2 separate regions of the Ovis aries genome follow, and region 2 is linked to region 1. Evidence: chromatin contacts called from public Hi-C data. All regions are on one chromosome and are shown on one strand. Each heading gives the region's core, a stretch centred on a gene start, on an enhancer-like site or on the middle of the called end of the contact. The rest is flanking DNA. Distances are from core to core; before and after follow the strand shown.

The links. Hi-C and Micro-C count contacts between places; a contact is called where the count stands out from the background.
Region 2: a Hi-C map of mixed tissues shows a contact between it and region 1, with 3 times the contacts expected there. The contact joins the enhancer-like site here to the promoter of CAMK2G in region 1. A contact is called at or near these places in 8 of 16 Hi-C or Micro-C datasets (blood, hypothalamus, liver and 4 more).

What each region holds. Positions count from the first base shown.
Region 1 is chr25:28,977,030-28,980,081 of ARS-UI_Ramb_v3.0, forward strand. It overlaps CAMK2G (calcium/calmodulin dependent protein kinase II gamma), which reads right to left and starts at 1,263. Exons shown (of 21, transcript XR_009598544.1): 1 at 1,106-1,263.
Region 2 is chr25:29,199,299-29,202,403 of ARS-UI_Ramb_v3.0, forward strand. It overlaps VCL (vinculin), which reads left to right. Exons shown (of 21, transcript XM_027962290.2): 19 at 2,622-2,825. Among named protein-coding and RNA genes, the nearest start is that of ADK, 28 kb to the right of the region's middle. Within about 2 kb of position 1,518, at least 8 of the 54 cell types and tissues checked have an H3K27ac peak or open chromatin away from gene starts, as enhancers often do.

The sequences.
Region 1 (3,052 bases), core at 13-2,512:
GCCCTAACCTCAGGCTGTGCGTCAAGAGCTGGTGGGGGATGCTTAAAACACACACCTGCTGCATCTCACAGACGGCCCTGCAGTCCCAGCCAAGAAGACCGGAGAAAGGAAGACCCTGCCCTTTTCTCAGCAGGAATAGTTGGGGTAGGGGAAGGGAACATTAGAAAGAGGGTATGTCTTTCTAATACATGTCTCCCTCAACCACGGGGAGGAAAGTGAGACTCAAATCCCCCCAGCCGGCTTCATCCCACTGCGTCCTAGCTCAACTGATAGCAGGGAAAGAGAGGACCCAGTTGTGGGTCTCAGACATCAACAACTCCCCTTCCCCATGACACTTCCCTCTACACGCCCCCCAGCCCTCAATGGGAGCTCGCACTCTCCAGCTCTGGAAACATCCAGGGGGGCGGGCTGGGCGGGGGCTGCAGTGGCCAGGCTCGGCGCCGCGGGTGGGGGTGGGGGGCCAGGGCTGGTGCAGCGGCCGGCTCAGTGCGGAGGGGAGGGGGATGCTGCGGCTGCGGCGCGCGGCTCCCGGGACCACTGCAGGGATGGGGGGAGGGGACGGGGGTGCTGCAGCACTGCCCAGCAGCGGGGCTGGGATCCTGGAAGCGGCACTAGCCGGGGGCGGGGCCGGGTACCAAGCATCCCCCACAGCCGGGCACCGCAGCAGGGTTGGAGCTGCAGGGCCGGGGAGGGTCCTGAGTCTCAGGCGCGTGGGACGTGGGACCGGGTGCTGAGTGAGCTCTTGAACAGAGTGGGGAGGGGGCAGCAAACAGGCGGCGTTGGGATTAGGGGGGGCGCCAGAAGGGTGCGGAAGGGGCGGGGCTGGAGGGCGCCCAGGAGCGCTCCGGGGGCTGCAGTCCCCGCGGCAGCGCGGGGTGCAGCAGCCCGGGCAGCTGCTGCAGGGCGCGGAGGGGGCTGCGGGGCAGGGCGCTGGGGGCGAGGGGGGCCCCGGGAGGCGGCTGGCGGGAAAGGCTGGGGGTGGGGTGGGCCGAGGGGGCGCTGCAGCGGCCGGTGCAGGGCCGGGGGGCGGGGCGAGGAGCCGCATAGCGCCCGGGCGGCAGGGGCAGGGTGTGGGGGGCCCCGGCTGGCGGCGGACGAGCCGTACTTGCCGAGCTCCTCGAAGAGCTGATAGTCGTCGGTGAAGCGGGTGCAGGTGGCGGTGGTGGCCATGCTGGCGGGCGGGCGGACGCGGCGGTGCAGCCCGCGCCGACGTCGGTGCACAGTCACCGCCGCCCGGCCGAGGGAGCAAGAGGAGGAGACGGGGCTGAGCCCGGCAGCACCGCGAGACTTTACCGGGGAGAGCGAGGGAGGGAGGGACACCCCCGCGCCGCCCGCCCGCCCCGCCCCCAGCCCCGCCGGCCCCCCGCCCGGCCCCCGGACCGCCCCGGGGGAGGGGCCTTCCGCCACCGGCCCCGCCCCGCCCGGGGAGCCGCTGGGGCTGGGCGGAGGCACCCGGGAGCGAAAGCGGGGGTGCGGGTGGGGGTCTCAGACCCGGCCACCTGGAGGGGGCTAGAAGGTTCCTGACCTGTGGGCTTGTCCCAGGGCAGACCCTACAAGTGCTCAGGATGTGAGTGCAAGTATGCATGTGTTGGGAACGGGTAGGGGTCTGGACCACCGAGTTCTCTGGCGGAGCTCTACACTTGTGTCCTAAGCCCCGAGTCCGGCTCACACGACGAGAGAGGGCCAAGGTCAAAAACGCCCGTGTCACACTGAACACTTGGGAGACGCCCCCAATCTGTGCAGAGCCAGCTCTCAGCAGCCTTCCCTCGGGAAGCTGACAGTCTAGACTTGTGTAAGCGTCAGGGCCATTATTAGATAAAATCCTTCAGGCACGGTTTGTTCAGGGAGACCAGGCCAGGGCGAAGGATGCAGGTGGAACTCTGCCTTCCTTCCTGCACTCCAGCCTTAGAGATGAGAGAATGTTCTCTCTCTGGCCAGCAAAGAAAGGGATGAAGTGGGAACCACTTAGAAAAGGCTTAGTGCAGTGTGGGCTAGAAGAGCAAGTGGAAGCAAGAAGAAAATAACCCCATTTTCCTTCAGGCACCCTTTGTTTTTATTTATGGCTCATCACATTGTATAATGATGTGTTTACCAGTATGAGAGGCAGCACACAAGAGCATGACTGTCTTAAGTGTGAACTCGGGTTAGACTGCTTGACTTCGGTTTCTGGCAACTCACTGACCAGCTATGTGACACTGGGCAAGTCAATTAGTCTATCTGTGCTTCAGTTACCTTATCTGAAAACGGGGAAGAATAGTAACTAACTACCTCACAGAGTTTTGAGTATTAATGAACTAAAGCACATAAAGCATTCAGAATAGTACCTGGTACCTAAGTAGAACTGTGCTCGCTATTTAATATTTGGCTTCCCAGTAAATTGTGATAGGGCAGGGCTGCCTTTGTTCACCTCTCTACTCAGCCTCAGACCCTTAGTAAATATTTGTGGGATGAAGGGATTCCTTGGGATGCTGGCAGAGGGAGTTACCAGCTCTTTCTCTGTCTCCACTGTCAGAGGATGGTAGGAACAAGACACATAACTGTTTTGGAGGAAGAGAAACAGGCTGGGCAGGTTCCTGACCTGCCTGGGCAGCTGTACCCCCCAAGTCTAGAGGCCAGCCCCCACTGGGCAGGGCGGAGCTCAGCCAACTGCTGCTGTTCAGTCTTGATTACAGCAGGATGCCCACTGGGAGTCGGGCTTCCATTGTCAGCAGGCTGACTCGCCTGCCTGAAGAAGGCAGCTGAGAGGCTGAGAGGTGTCCCAGCCTCCCAGGCCTCCTCCCCCAGGGGGTGGGTGGAGCAAAGCTCTCCGGGAGGGCTCCTCTCCTCTCCTTACCCAACAGTCCTGGGAGCTGGTTTGAGAACCAGACCTGCCCAGTAGGGGTGATTAAGGGAATAGGATAGGAAAAGAATTAACAAATTGCCTGGGAGAAGGCAGAGGGCCGAAGGAAAGGGGTGAGGTGACTGAATATCATGCCCCACCCCTCCCCAGGGCAACAGGAAGTAAGGTGCTGGGGAGTAAGGCCACTTCCTATCTTGAAGCACAGGGGTAAGA
Region 2 (3,105 bases), core at 268-2,767, 220 kb after region 1:
CCAGCAGGGTTTTCACTTTGTTCTCTTCAAAGCAGCTTGTGTGGCCGCATTTACTTTTCCCCTCTGAATTCCTTTTAAAGTTAATAGGCTACTGTTGATTGTTTGGCTTCTAAAAAATGTTCTGACCCGAGAATTACTCTTTGGTAGTAAGTGTATTAAAAAGGAACGCCACTTTCTTTCTTTGTATAAATATGTCTCTGGAAACCTTTGCTACTGGAGTAAGCAAGCCTCTTTCCCTTGCTATGAGCAGATTGGTGCTGGAGGCTGAGAATTCCCTTTCTGCGGAGCTTGGCTCATCTGACTCCTGGAGGGAATCCGTTTTCTTTCCCATCCTAGGCCAGCTTGGGTTACTAAACCAGCTGAAGCTCAGTTTCCCAAGCCCTACTGCTCTTACTAACACTGTCCCTGTTTCTCATCCTTCCTGCCATCGACCAAGCCGGGTAACCCAGCCGCTAAGGTGGGTATAAGTGTTGTAGCTGAGGCAGAGGCGGCTGATGCTGTTGGGTTCCCTGTCCCCCCTGACATGGAAGACGATTACGAACCTGAGCTGCTGTTAATGCCATCCAATCAGCCGGTCAACCAGCCCATTCTGGCCGCGGCTCAGTCATTGCATCGGGAAGCTACCAAGTGGTCTAGTAAGGTACTGATGAGCGCCCCCCAGTGGGGCTGCTCCCTATGCATCCGGCCATGTGCAGCCTTGACACACTGCATCACTCATGATCTGTGCGGGTCCTGTGAGTCTGGGCCGGGCGGGCATCTGTCTGTTTGCACCTTGTTGTTAGGACTGGCTTCACAAGTTTCATAGGTCTGCTCATGCCAGATTAATTGGATTGCATTCATGTTTGGGGGTTAGAGAAAGATGGGGTCACTGTTTGAAAGGATTCCTTTTCTTACTGACCTTGTGGCCGACATTGGAACCTTAAACCCATTGGGAAGCTGTGGATGCGTCTCTCAATGACTTTCAGGTCAGGAACCACTGTAGACCATTAAGAGGTCATCTGGCCTGATCATTGGGCTTTGCCTGCCCCCCACCCCCAGCTCCTCTCCGCTGACCTCTCACTGATGGCTCTGGCAGAGTTGATCAGGGGGAGAAGCAGCTTTACATGGCAGGGTTTCTGGGGAGGACTGCTTGCTGTCCTGCACTTGGCTGTGTGGCAGATGCTGGCCTTATTGGGTACCCACAGGGAAGGGAGCTTCACTGACTGCTTGATCAGGGGTTTCAGTGGGCCAGGGTGTGGGAGTGGGGAAGAGAGAGGGCTCAAGGCAGGACAGGAACCAACAGAGCTCTGGCCTTAGGGAGTAGAGGATGGGATCATTACATTTTCCCCCTTTGAAGGTGGCATGTTGCAAGAAGAAAGGTTTTGAGGAGTGATGCGTGATAAATAACTAACCCTGGCACAACACTATCCTCTAACCAAGGTCATGAAATCCTGGAATGATCCCAGGTCTGCAGTGGAAGAGGTGGGCCTAGCCAACCTTGTCTAACGTCCTCCTGTTCTCATGAGTTCTTCCCGTAACTGTGTTCTCTCTGGCCTCGATGACTACCTGGGAGGTTACACACCCTCCTGTGTAAATGAGCAGCCACTTCATGGTGCCTGTGGATGCCTCTCACAGAGCACCCTGCTGTGGCATGGTTTGCGTATGCCTCACTGCATTGTCTAGAAATTGGAAAGCATGAGGGGAAAAATGCATAGGGCCTGGCCTTTTAGGTAGTTTTGAACACTGCATTTATTATTTTTGCTTGCTATCAGCCAAAAGATGAGCCTTTTGAAGGCATAAAGTAAATTACTTGTACATTATGACCCATGAAGGTTATAATGAACCAAAATGCCAAATCTAAGATAAGCTGTGATTAGTTGCAGGGGTTCCAGTTACAGCTTGACACATGATTTTTATTTTCCCAAAGCCTCCCCTAGCATCCTCTTAGCTGAAAGTTTCTTTAATTGAAGCCACTTAGCTGAGGGGACCGAAGAATTGATTTTGGGTCTTTTTAAACGTGAAGAATGAAAATAACATGTTCCTTTAGGCTGACAGTACAAACAAGAGGCAGTAGAGAGAGGGAAGGAGCTGTCTCAGTAAGAAAAAAATTTTTTTCACCAAGGCTAATAATAGTTACTTGGTTTAAATTCTAGTTCAGCAGCGGCAATCCTTGGCTGCTATCTGTAACAAGGGTAAGGATGAAGAGGATGATTTCAGCATCTGGAAAGGCTCATCTGTATTTTTCCCTTCAGGCCAACTTTACTGCTTTCCCCCCACAGAAAGGAAAATGCCTGTTTAACCAATTCCTTGGGCCCACTCCCATTTTATTGACATGATTAACCTGGAGATGCTGAAGTGTTTGTTTAGTGCTATGCCTGGGGCTCACATGTTGCCCTTTCAGATTAATATCCAAGTCCTCCTTTTTTCGGTTCAGTGATCTCTCTCTCTCTCTCTCCTCTCACTGAATGCTAGGGTGAGTGCCCTGGCTCACTCCTCTCTTCTCTGCTGTCCATGTATTCTCTTCTCACCTCCCAGAGGGCTGCTAGAGCAGCAGGCTCCCTCCTCTCTTCTCTCTGCTTCTACTTCGCTCCCTAACTTGGCCAGAGTATGGGCTGAGCTCACTCTGTCTTGCTTCTCTCCAGGGCAATGACATCATTGCAGCAGCCAAGCGCATGGCTCTCTTGATGGCTGAGATGTCTCGACTGGTCAGAGGGGGCAGCGGCACCAAGCGGGCACTGATTCAGTGTGCCAAGGACATTGCCAAGGCCTCAGATGAGGTGACTCGGTTGGCCAAGGAGGTTGCCAAGCAGTGCACAGATAAGCGGATTAGAACCAACCTTTTACAGGTACTCAGGAAAAGTGTGTGTATGTGTGTGTGTGTGGTGAGGGGGGAAGAGGGGGAGTGGCAGGGCTGGGGAGAAAAGCAGGAGAGAGAAATCCAGGTGAGTAAGGAGGAGGAGGCACCTCAGAATGGGAAGAAATAGCAGAAAGGGGAAATATGCATGTGAGTTTGGGAAAGACAGAGTTGGAAAAGTTTATTTCTGAATCAAATGAAAGAATTTTAATGCTTCCATTTCTGGACAGAGAGACTAGACTGATTCTAGGGGGAAAACAAATGGAATTCTG